Linked DNA regions of Mus musculus: region 2 is linked to region 1. The links are chromatin contacts, called in public HiChIP or PLAC-seq maps. All regions are on one chromosome and are shown on one strand. The core of a region is the stretch at or near the end of the contact, and the rest is flanking DNA. Distances in the headings are between cores, read along the strand shown. Region 1 holds the start of Acp7 (acid phosphatase 7, tartrate resistant). Region 2 holds the start of Fbxo27 (F-box protein 27).

What was found. HiChIP or PLAC-seq counts read pairs in DNA pulled down with a chosen protein or histone mark.
Region 2: a contact with region 1 is called in an H3K27ac HiChIP or PLAC-seq map of embryonic stem cells, with 10 read pairs. The contact joins the promoter of Fbxo27 here to the promoter of Acp7 in region 1. A contact is called at or near these places in 1 of 39 promoter capture datasets (HPC-7-derived erythroid cells), 3 of 484 Hi-C or Micro-C datasets (B cells, nephron progenitors and round spermatid), 6 of 115 datasets of contacts at active chromatin or transcription factors (double positive thymocytes, embryonic stem cells and trophoblast stem cells) and 4 of 9 other capture datasets (adipose tissue, embryonic stem cells, liver and 1 more).

Annotation. Positions count from the first base shown.
Region 1 is chr7:28,629,557-28,635,455 of GRCm38.p6, reverse strand. Acp7 (acid phosphatase 7, tartrate resistant) reads left to right here and starts at 4,543. Exons shown (of 13, transcript NM_175319.5): 1 at 4,543-4,612; 2 at 5,746-5,899. The coding sequence starts at 5,877.
Region 2 is chr7:28,689,219-28,695,133 of GRCm38.p6, reverse strand. It overlaps Fbxo27 (F-box protein 27), which reads right to left and starts at 1,990. Exons shown (of 5, transcript NM_001163702.1): 1 at 1,484-1,990; 2 at 292-403; 3 at 33-128. The coding sequence starts at 1,838.

The DNA of each region.
Region 1 (5,899 bases), core at 3,294-5,793:
AATGGTAGGAAGTGAAGAAGTGACTGCAACTGCTTTGGGAAAACTTCTGTTAGTACTGATGTAACATAAAGACACACAGATGGCCGGGAGTGGTGGCACATGCCTTTAATCCCAGCACTTGGGAGGCAGAGGCAGGCAGATTTCTGAGTTTGAGGCCAGCCTGGTCTACAGAGTGAGTTCCAGGACAGCCAGGGCTACACAGAGAAACCCTGTCTTGAAACAAACAAACAAACAAACCAAAAAAAAAAAAAAAAAAAAAAGACACACAGATGTATATACACACACATACATCATATATATTACACATATACACACATATCATATACATTATACATATGCATATATACATACACACATCATATACATTACACATATACACATATACCATATACATTATACATATGTATATATATATGTATATATACATATACATATACACACATACATATACATCACATACATTATACTCATACACATGCACACACATACACATACATATACATCATATATTTATACATATACACATGTAAATTCATGTGCATATGTATATACATATGCATCATATACATTATACACATATGTATATGCACATATGCATACACACATATGTATATACATCATATACATTATACATTTACATACACAGACATTTGCACACATGCATATGCATATATGTCATATACATTATACATATACATACACACATACATAGTATACCTATATTTACAAGCCAGACATTCTCTTTGCTCTATACCTAAAAGAAATGTGTATAAATGTTCACCTACAAAACATAAACAAGAATGTTCAAAGCAGTCCTACTTGTAAGAGCCAAAGTCTTGAATGTATAAACTCCCATTTTTACTGGCAGCTAAACAGTGGTGCGCTCATACAATGGGGTACTCCTTGGCAAAGAGAAGGAATGGATTGCATCTCTCTGCCCAGGCCAGATAAATTTCACAATGATCACTCTGAGAGGGATATCAGGCACAGGAGTTCATATAACATTCCTCTACTAGAGTCACATGCACAGAGAGGCAAAATGAAACCATTGTGTCCAAGGAGATATCTTCATGTAGTAACGTCAAGGGCTGGCCAAAGTCAGTACAGTGACTTCCTTTGTGCAGAGAAAGACGTGGTGCCAGGGAGGGCGTGTGGAGAAGGAAGCTGGTAAGATCCGACTCCCCCCCCCCCCAGAGGGCAATGAGTTCACAGGTATGACCTACACTGGTTAAGTAAAGCCCTCTGTGGTTTTCATGGGATTTTCTTTTTATGATGAAATAGTTCATTAGGATTGTTTGTTTGTTTGTTTGTTTGTTTGTTTTTCAAGACAGGGTTTCTCTGTATAGCCCTGGCTGTCCTGGAACTCACTCCGTAGACCAGGCTGGCCTCGAACTCAGAAATTCGCCTGTCTCTGCCTCCCAAGTGCTGGGATTAAAGGCGTGCGCCACCACCGCCCAGCTCATTAGGATTTTAAAACGACTTAGGAAAGCAGACCCATTATTACCTCTTATCTTCCAGACTGTACATATCTTGGGTATCATGGTAATTGGACGGGTCTTTCTGTAGGACACATGCTCTGCGCCAGGCATGGTTCTAAGTGGTTCCTATCTGATCTAATTTGATCCTCCGCGACAACCCCAGGTACTTACTATTGTCACCCCCTTTAACAGATGGGGAAACTGAGGCACAGTGAGGCCAAATGATTTGCCAATGGTTGATGCACTAGCTAGATTTCAACACAGGACAGCTGGGCCCACAGTAGATGCTCTGTGCTCAACCTAAAGATTTCAGCTCCACAGGCTCTGAGACCTCACCCAGCACAGCAGCCTCCTCCTCTCTCCTTCCCTCTTTCTTTCTTTCTTTCTTTTTTTCTTTCTTTCTTTCTTTCTTTCTTTCTTTCTTTCTTTCTTTCTTTTTTTTCCAGGATCTCATAGAGTCCAGTCTCTTCTCAAACTCAGTATATATAGCTGAGATTATTTTGAACTAATCTTCCTCTTTCCACTTCCCAGGTGCTGGGGTTACAAGGGTGTACCACCACACCCAGCTTCCTTCCGTCCGTCCTTCCTTCCTTCCTTCCTTCCTTCCTTCCTTTACTTTTGTCCTTTGAGACTCTAGCCTAGAGTGACCTAGACCTTACTAGGTTGCCAAACCTGACCTTGAGCTATTAATAGCAGCAGTCCTCCTGCCTCAGACTTCCAAATGTTGGGATTATATCACCAGACCCATCTCCACATATGTGGTTTCTTTTAAATTTTTAAGCCATGTTTGTTTGTTTATTTATTTGGTGGGGCTGCGTGTGACTGTGGGTGTGTGAGTGCCACAGTGTATGCCCATGGAGGCCAGAGGAGTCCGTTTTCTCCTTCCACCTTGGGGGCCTTGGGGATGGAACTCGGCTTGGCAGCAAGTGCCTCGACCTGCAGAGCAGGGCTTAGTGGAGCTCAGGAGGACAGACACAGCACAGAATTCAGCACATCCTTCTACCCCAAGGAGGGCAGCAGGAAGTGATTGCCTGACCAGGGCCTGGTCCCAGGAACCCCACAGCATGCTTCCAAATCCCACTACAGTCCTGCCGGGGACCCAAAGCATTTACCAACAGCTCTAGACCAGGAGAAGCCAATCCCTGCCAGGACCCTGCTACCTGTCAGTCATCTCTCCTAATGAAGCTGCCACTTAGAACTGAAAGGTCTGCTTCTCCCAGCTGCCTGTGCTGCTGAGGTGCCAGAACTTTCCTAATAAGGCTTTCCTCTGAGGGGGAAAAACCCCCCACAAAGTGGAAAGCAAAGCTTCCAGGTTAACTGTTCTTTTGGATCTGATGCTAGACTTGACGTTTAATGAACTAAGGAGTCAGCATGGCCTGCTGTGCTGGTGACTGCAGTCCCAGCACACAGGAATAGACGGACTGCAGAAAAGGCTGGAGGCTAGCCTGGGATACATAGTAAATTCCAGTCCAGCCTGGACTACATTTCAAGACCTCTCAATTTAACGCCCCCCCCCTCTACTCGGACCCACCAAAATACAAACAAATTCACAGATATACAAATAAATAGATCTAATAAAGAATTTAAAACAAACAAACCAACAAGTCAGGCACTGTGGCACGCGCCTGTAATCCTTGCATTTGATAGGCTGAGTCTAGAAGATCAGGAGTGCTGGGCAGTGGTGGCTCATGCCTTTAATCCCAGCACTTGGGAGGCAGAGACAGGCGAATTTCTGAGTTCGAGGCCAGCCTGGTCTATAGAGTGAGTTCCAGGACAGCCAGGGCTATATAGAGAAACCCTGTCTTGAAAAACAAAACAAAACAAAACAAAACAAAACAAAACAAAACAAAACAAAACAAAACAAAACAAAACAAGATCAGGAGTTCCAGGCTAGCCTCAGCTATGGAGTAAGTGAGTTCCAGTCTAGTCCGGATTACATAAAATCCTGTTTTCAAATAAACAAATGAGAAAGCACATGTGTTTCCGTATGACACACTTGCTTTAAAAATATTTGGCTGTCCATAACTTGGTGGCATAAAAACAGGAGCAGCCAGGAGTCACGTTAGGTTTGCAGTAGGCATCCTTTGCATAAAACCCGGCTAAGATGCTTCCATTCTGGAAGGCCACCAAGAAAAATAACAAGAAGAGGTTTTGATTGTGGCTGCTAGAGTAGCGGTGAGCCAGAGCTGAAATTGATAAAGAGAGTTGTTTGTGGCGTTCTGCTTTAAGATAGGGTCTTGTTAGGGAGCCTAGCTGGCCTCAGGTTCCTGGCCTCCTGGTCCAGCCTCCTACAGATTGGGATTAAGGGGTGTACCACTACGACCAAGTGATTATTTTATCTTTGAGACAGGCTCACACTCGTTACTGTGTAGCCCTGGAACTCATCGCAGAACAGGCTAGCTGGCTTTGAACTCATAAGGACCCTCTGCCTCCGGTGTGCAGGAGATAAAGGGCGTGCAACACTAGCCCCAGATCCGAGTGATTTATCAATTATTATTATTATTATTATTATTATTATTATTATTATTATTATTACATTTTAAGCTGTAATGAAAAGGGGTAGGGAGTTCAAAAATCCTAAAGACCGGGGACTCCCGCCCCGAAGTCAGACTCCACAAGCTCCACCTCCAAAGACCTAGAACTGCTTACAAAGCTAAACTGCAGAGTCATCGCACAGAAAATGCGTGTAAGACAGAAAACCTCTCTTCCCCCAAGAACGTGTCTGCTGTGGATCTGGGAAACCCTAAGCGCACTTTGCTGAAGGCCTCTTCAGCATCTAGACAGCTCAAATTCCACTTGTTCCCACCTTGACAGGGGTGTGGGGGGGGTGGGGGCGGCTCTGGACTTGAACTCGGTTCTTAGGGTAGCACACCGGGGTATGTGCCAGCCATCTCCTCCTTTTTTACAGGTGAGAAAACAGGCTGTAGCGAGATTGAGCAACTGCGCCTAGGGCACCGGGCTCACAAACACCATTGTCACCAGGGCCTTTGGAGTTTGTGTTTTCCAGGATACCCTGCGGGGGTCTGAGGGAGAGTCCCGGCTCTGGGAAGCAGGAAGGAGCTGAGAGGAAGATGCTGAGGGCTCAACGGAGATGGATGGGAATCCCAGGATCGCGGCCTCCCTTGGGACTGAGGGTGGGTTTCTGTCACCAGGGGGTCTCCGCAGCTGGGGCGGTGGGACGCCTGGGGACAGGGCAGCCTTACCTGTCCCGGCGCTAACCTGCTGTCTGGCTCGGAGGTGGCGGCGTCCCATGCTTTTCTGGGTCCCCTCTTTCTGCGCCCCACCCTGAGGGGGGCGTGAGGGTGGGCGTGGGGCGCCAGGGACCGGCCGGACCTGTGGGACACGGGGCTCGGGCTGTCTGGGGAGCCCGTCACCTGAAGCAGCCGGCTCTTCCGGGGCTGGGACACCTGTGGGCGGCGGGAGCCTGTGTCCCTGCAAGCTCATAAATACTGCAGCGCATCGGTGGCCGAGAGGACCGTGAGGGCGGCTGGCGCGCCCCTGAGGGTGAGCCGGCGTCCCCTTCCCGATTGCGCCCCCCACCCCACGTCCCAGCTCTCGACCTTCGGTGGACGGTTCTTTCAGACCCGAGGCACCTGTCCAGGTCCCGAGGGCAGGTGGACCGAACTTCAGAACCTCAGCTGGCCTGGGAGCTGAGGAGAAACCGGGGTTCAGGCAATGCAGGTTCAGGGCTGGAGAGGCAGCTGGGATGAGGATGGAGCCCGGGGAGGAGAGAGATCTGAAGGCAAGATGGGATGTTGGGGAGGGGAATGAGAAGAAGCCGCTCCAGGCAGGTGGAGCTAATGAGAAATCTGGGAGTAGAGTTGGAGTTATCGGGTCCGGAGGAATAAGTGGAAATCTGAGGATGAATTAGAGAGGCTGAGGGTACAGTGGGATGCTAAGAATCTGGAGAATAGGTCGCTAAGAGAAGACAGAGATGTTGGGGATGGCGTTGTCAAAGGCATCCCCGCCCCCCAGCCTCCTAGCCCCCTCCCAGGATCAGGAGCCTGGGCCGGAAGGGTTCAAACTCAGCTGCATCTCATCCTAGCCTTGCCACTGAGTCACTCGGTTGCTCAGTTTCCTATATGTGACTGGGTTGGTGATGTCTGTCGCCACCACCTCATAGGAATGCTGTGAGGCCTCCTGCCATTAATCTATGCAAAGTGCTGAGCAGCGAGGCTCAGAAACCTCATTAATTATTCTCTCACCAGCATCTCCTTCACCACTCCCCTCAGAGACGTTTCAGTCATTCAGTCTTCCTCCCCCACAGACATCCTGACAGACGGACACACGGCTCTGCCTGGCATCGGTCCATTCTCCATCCTCTGTGGGACCCACCAGCGGAATTTGATCACATCCCTGCATTCCACTCGGCTTCCCACCATCCCCTTTCTTCCTACCATGAGCCCCTTTCTTGGAGGCTG
Region 2 (5,915 bases), core at 741-3,240, 62 kb before region 1:
TACTAACGGGCTTTTCCTGTGCCCAGACTCACCAGTCAGAGACAGCAATCTCCACACCACCACTGTCCAGCAGCTCTGGCCACAGACCCTTCTCCACCAGGTCCACGACCTGCTTCTTGCGACACCAGCTAGGAAGGTGAGACAGCGGTTGGCTGGTCCGTGAGAACCCGCAGGTCTTTCTTCAAGGTCTCTGACCCAGGGTGAGGGGGGGACGGGGGGGGGGGAACGGGGGACGACGACGACACGGGGGGGGCGGGGAACACGGGGGGGGGGGGCGGGGAGGGTTTTCACCTGAAGGAAGTCACGAAGCAGGTCTGTGAAGGGGCCCCAGGTACAGGTTTCCTGTTCTTCTCCACCACCCATCCATCCCCACCGTGCCGCACCATCCATTTGCGCAGGCCTTCTGTAGAGAAAAAAACAGTAGAGGCAATCGCAGTACCAGGGACGCAAAGGCTTTAGGAATGTGGTCGAATTGAAGCTGCGCCGCCCCTCCTCCACCCCTCAGGTTTGAAAAGAATCGGAAACCTGAGCAGGCAGGAAGGACGGCTCAGTGGGAAAACTTTAGCCTAATTAATCATCAGACTTCACGCAGAAATACAAGGAGAGAACTGTGGATACAAAGTTGGCCGCTGAGCACCTACCACCTGTACGCGAGACTTGAGCCTTTTAACAACACACCAAAATAATTTTAAAAAATTAAAAGTTTATGTCTGCAGACTATGTATATATGCCCTCTCTCCAGAGGCCAGAAGAAAGGGTGGTCTCCCTGAGACTTGAGTTACAGATGGTTGTGAGTCTCCACTTGAGTGTTTGGAACTGAGCTTAGGTCCTTTGGAGGAGCAGCTCTTAGCCGCTGAGCTATCTTTCCAACCCGCAAAAACAAAAAGCAAAACAACAACAAAAACAAAATATACTAACAAAATTTAAAAATTTGTAACTGCTCTTCTAGAGGACCTGGGGTCAGTTCCCAGCTCCCAAGCCATGAGGCTTAGTCTCCTGAAACTCCAGGCGCAGGGACGAAAATAAATTGTTAAAATGTAAAAGCCAATGAAACAAAAGATATTTATGTGTTGATTTTAATTGCTCTTGGTGCCTCTCTGTGCATCCTGTCTCTCAGATAGAAGATATGCTGTTTGGTCCCCTCTACCGCTCTCTTATGTAGGTCAGGTGATTCCAGCTACTCTAACTGGGTCAAGTGTGACCCCACTTCTAGCCCCTCCCTCTGCTACATCTGTAGACCTGCCTCTTGGTTTAACTCTAGGCCCCGCCCATTTCATACCTTGTGACTCCGCCCTATCCTCTCACTGGTTTCCTTCTGGTCTCACAGCCTACAAATATCCCGTGACCCCGCCCTTAATACCTTCCGGGGGATTCCTTCTTGGCTCTGTCCATTAGCATTCTTGGGGCCCCGCCCTTTGTGCTACAGTTCTCTCTTGGTCCCGCCCCTAGGCTTCCTCTAGGCCCCGCCTTCTCAGCGCCTCACCTTGGCCACAGGGGTTGCTGATGAGGTTGCGTCCTAGCGGTCTCAGTGCGCAGAATTGGCCCAGCGGGCAGGGCGTGTCTTCGTGGGCAGGGGGCAGACAGCGGCGGGCTAGTGTCAGCAGGGCGCGGCCCGCTGCGCTGTGGTCACGGGCCAGCAGCAGCAACCATAGGGCCTGGCCATCTACCAGGGCGCGCCAGGCGCGGCACACTCGGCGGCAGTGCATCAGCAGCGTGCGCGGGGGCACGTGGCTCAGTACCAGCAGGAGCAGCTCCGGGGGCAGACGGCTCAGGTCCAGGACCTCCTGGGGGTCGGGCTCCGGCGTCGGGACCCGGGTCCTGGATATCCAGGCACCCATGGTCCCCGCGCCCCGCTTGGCTGGGACTGCAGGAGAAGAGGGGTTAGATGTTAGTGATTAGCAGCCTCTGCTGCCAGGCTTTGCAGCCGTCCACCCCGAGACTAACATCCCCGAAGCCATCCACTGTCTCCCACGTCCCTTACCGCCTCTCTGTCCCCAAAGCCTACCCTCCTCCCAGCCCGCTGGTGCTCACCGGCACCCCTGCCAGCTCCCCTTCGCGGCCTGGAGGACCGCATAGCTATAGCTTTGCCTAATACTATCCTTCCCAGGCGAAACCTCTCTGAGATTCGCCGAATGTCCAGCCCTGTGGATCCAGACCCCACCTCCTTCCGGCTTAGGACTGGTGGACAGTTTAGGAATCCACCTGAGGACACAGATTAGGCCAGGGCTCTGGCACAGTCCTAGCGGTTCAGCAACCAATCCAACACTTGGAGTGACCCTAAATCCGCAGTGGACGCCTGGCATCTGGTAACAACTATTATTTCGGGTAGGCATCCAAGTGGAAGGCTCCACCCCTAAACGCCTTGTGCAGTCCGTGACCTTAATCCCAGACAATCATCCAGTCATCCGCGATTTACAAGAAAAAGCAGGCTCTAGAGGACAACAATGACCCCGCTAATCGAAAGCATCAGCTGAAGCTTACAGTTTCGAACTTCGGCAACTTAGCACATTTTAAAAAGAGATTTATCTTATGTATGTGAGTACACTGTAGCTGTACAGATGGTTGTGAGCCTTTATGTGGTTGTCCGGAACTGAACTTTTAGAACTTCTGCTTGCCCCGGTCAGCCTTGCTTGCTCTGGTAGGTTCTGCTCGATCTGATCGACCTGCTGAGTCTCTGCTTGCTCCAACCCAAAGATTTATTATTATACATAAGTATACTGTAGCTGTCTTCAGACACACCATAAGAGGGCATCGGATCTCATTCTGGATGGTTGTGAGCCACCATGTGGTTGCTGGGATTTGAACTCAGGACCTTTGAAATGAGCCATCTCGTCAGCTCCCCGAACATCTTAACACAGAAAAGGAACCGAGGCTCTTAGAGGCCGTGACCTTCCTAAGTGACTAGTAGTGTTAGTGAGTGGGTCTAGCTCCAGATTTTTTTTTTTTTTTTTTTGACAGGGTCTCACTTTGTAGGGCTGGCTAGCCTGGAACTCACTGTGTACGCAAACTGAGAGACCTGCCTGCCTCTGCCTCCTGAGTGCTGGGACTAAAGACATGTATTACTATGACCAGCTCTGTCGGGCAGTGGTGGCGCATGCCTTTAATCCCAGCACTTGGGAGGCAGAGGCAGGTGGATTTATGAGTTTGAGGCCAACCCGGTCTCCAGAGTGAATTCCAGGACAGCCAGGGCTAAAAGAGAAACCCTGTCTCGAAAAAAAAAAAATAGTTTTATGTGTATGGAGGTTTGCCCGCATTTATGTCTCCACCATGTTTGTGCCTGGTATCTGGGGAGGTCAGAGGAGGTATTTTCAGGATTCCCTGGAACTGGAGTTACATGTGGTCGAGAGCACCTGTGATGCTAGTTAAACCCAGGTCCTTTGGGGAAATTGGCCATCTATCTCTCCAGCCCTACTTTTCAACTGAGACTCAGGTAGAGCCCATGCTGTCCTTGAACTCACTAAGTAGCCAAGCATGACACTGATCTTCTACCTCTGGAGAACTGGAATTGCAGGCAAGTGTCACCATACCCTGTTTATCTTTTATTTTAACCTGTGTAAGACTCCGGGGAGCCCCTGAGTGAACCACGTGGAGCTGGGATCGATGCAAAAAGCAAGAGGAATTTATTGTTCCAGTGCACTGGGATTGTCCCAGACCCGAAGGAGAGGTGGTGACCCCCAGCATCCATTCAAGGAGTTTTTATATGGTTTCCAGGGGCAGAGCATCAGCAACTAGGCACAATATGACTGGCAGAACAGTGCACCCTTTAAACTGATTGGTCTTTAGCGAATGAGGTAACAAGGACATCCCTTGTCTGAAGGTGGGCAGTAGTCCGTCCTGCGGAATGTGTCCCTACCTGCAGGTCGGTTCCTGCCCCGTGGTCAGAGGAATGTTAATTAGCCTCTCCCCTCCGGAGGGGCAAGTGTTTCAGGACCTTACCAATGTCCCTGAGCTGACCTTTTCACCTGTTTGTCAGCTCTGTCCAGTGAGCAGGAGGCATGCTACTAAGTATCAACGAGAGCAGGAGGCATGCTACTAAGTATCAATGAGAGCAGGAGGCATGCTACTAAGTATCAACGAGAGCAGGAGGCATGCTACTAAGTATCAACAAAGAAAACTATATCTGGCTTCTGTGCTTGCGCACTGAGCTTGGTTTATAGAGGGAGACACATGACCAATAAAATAGGCAGACATGATAAGCAACTTGTGTGCATGTCTGTTTCTGTGTGTGTCTGCTTGTGTTTAATGTGTGGTATGTCTGTGTGTCTGTCTGTCTGTCTGTCTGTCTGTCTTGGGCAACTAATTAAAAACTCTTACCTGGGCATGGTGTGGATTCCATCTATTTGGGGTCTGAGGCAAGAAAATCTTACATTTCAGGACTGCCTGGACAATTTAGTGAGAGCCTGTCTCAAAATAAAAAGTAAAAAGAGAGCTGGAGAGATGGCTCAGTGGTTAAGGGCACTGGCTGCTCTTCCAGAGGTCCTGAGTTCAATTTCCAGCAACCATATGGTGGCTCACAACCATTTATAATGTGACCTGGTGGACAAGGGTACATACATATGTGTACACACACACACACACACACATAAAATCTTTTTTAAAAAAGGTAAAAAGAGACCTAGCTACACAAATCAGAGGTAGAACGCTTCAGTAGCATGGAAAAAAAAAAAAAAAAAAGCCCTGGGTTCAATCTTCAGGATGGGAAAGAAATGAACAAGAAAAATAGAGTCAGGTCTGTGTGTGGTGGTGCACACCCTTATTCTTAGTGCTCTGGAGGCAGAGGCCAGCCTGGTCTACAGAGTGATTTCCAGGGCAGCCAGGGCTACACAGAAAGACTCCGTTTGTGTTGGTCTTAGTTTGAGTTTTACTGGTGTGAACAGACACCATGACCAAGGCAACTCTTATACGGACGTTTATTTGGGGCTGGCTTACAGGTTCAGAGGTTCCAGTCCAGTCCAGTATCATCAAGGCAGCATGGCAGCATCCAAGCAGGCATGGTGCAGGAGGAGCTGAGAGTTCCACCTCTTGTTCGGAAAGCAGCTAGGCTAGGAGAAGACTGACATCCAGGCAGCTAGGACTAGGATCTTAAAGGGCACACCCACAGTGACACAACTATTCCAACAAGGCTACACCTCCTAATAGTGCCAGTGTCTTGAGAAGGAGAGAAACAGAGACACGAGAGACAAGAGACAGACAGACAGACAGACAGAAACAGAGAGAGAGATAACATAGTAACTGCCAACCCTCTCTGTAAATATGGAAAAGAGTGTCATGAATTAATTAGTGAAAGAGCATTTGCACACTGTCTTAGTCAGGGTTCTCTAGAGTCACAGAACTTATGGAATGTCTCTATATACATTAAGGGAATTTATTGTAATTACTTAGTCCAACTAACCTAACAATGGGCAGCTGTGAATGGGAAGCCCGAGAATCCAGAGTTGCTCAACCCTACAAGGCTAGTTGTTTCAGCTGATCTTCTGTAGAAGCAGATTCTACCAGATTTGCTGGCAAGTTAGTACAAGCGGTTGATGGAGAGCGAATCTTCCTTCTTGCATTGTCCTTATGTAGGTCTTCAGCAGAAGGTGTGGCCCAGACTAAAGGTATGTACCACCAAGCCTGAATTCAAAACTTGCCTTGTGCCAGGCGGTGGTGGCGCATGCCTTTAATCCCAGCACTTGGGAGGCAGAGGCAGGCGGATTTCTGAGTTCGAGGCCAGCCAAAGTGAGTTCCAGGACAGCCAGGGCTATACAGAGAAACCCTGTCTCGAAAAAAACAAAACAAAACAAAACAAAAAAAAAAACTTGCTTTGTTCCAGCTGACCTTGAGCTCAGAGATGTGCTTGCTTCAGTCTCCCATAACTAAAGGTGTGTACTGCATTGCCTGGGCCTAAGCCTTTTGTGGCCATTATGCCTCAAGAT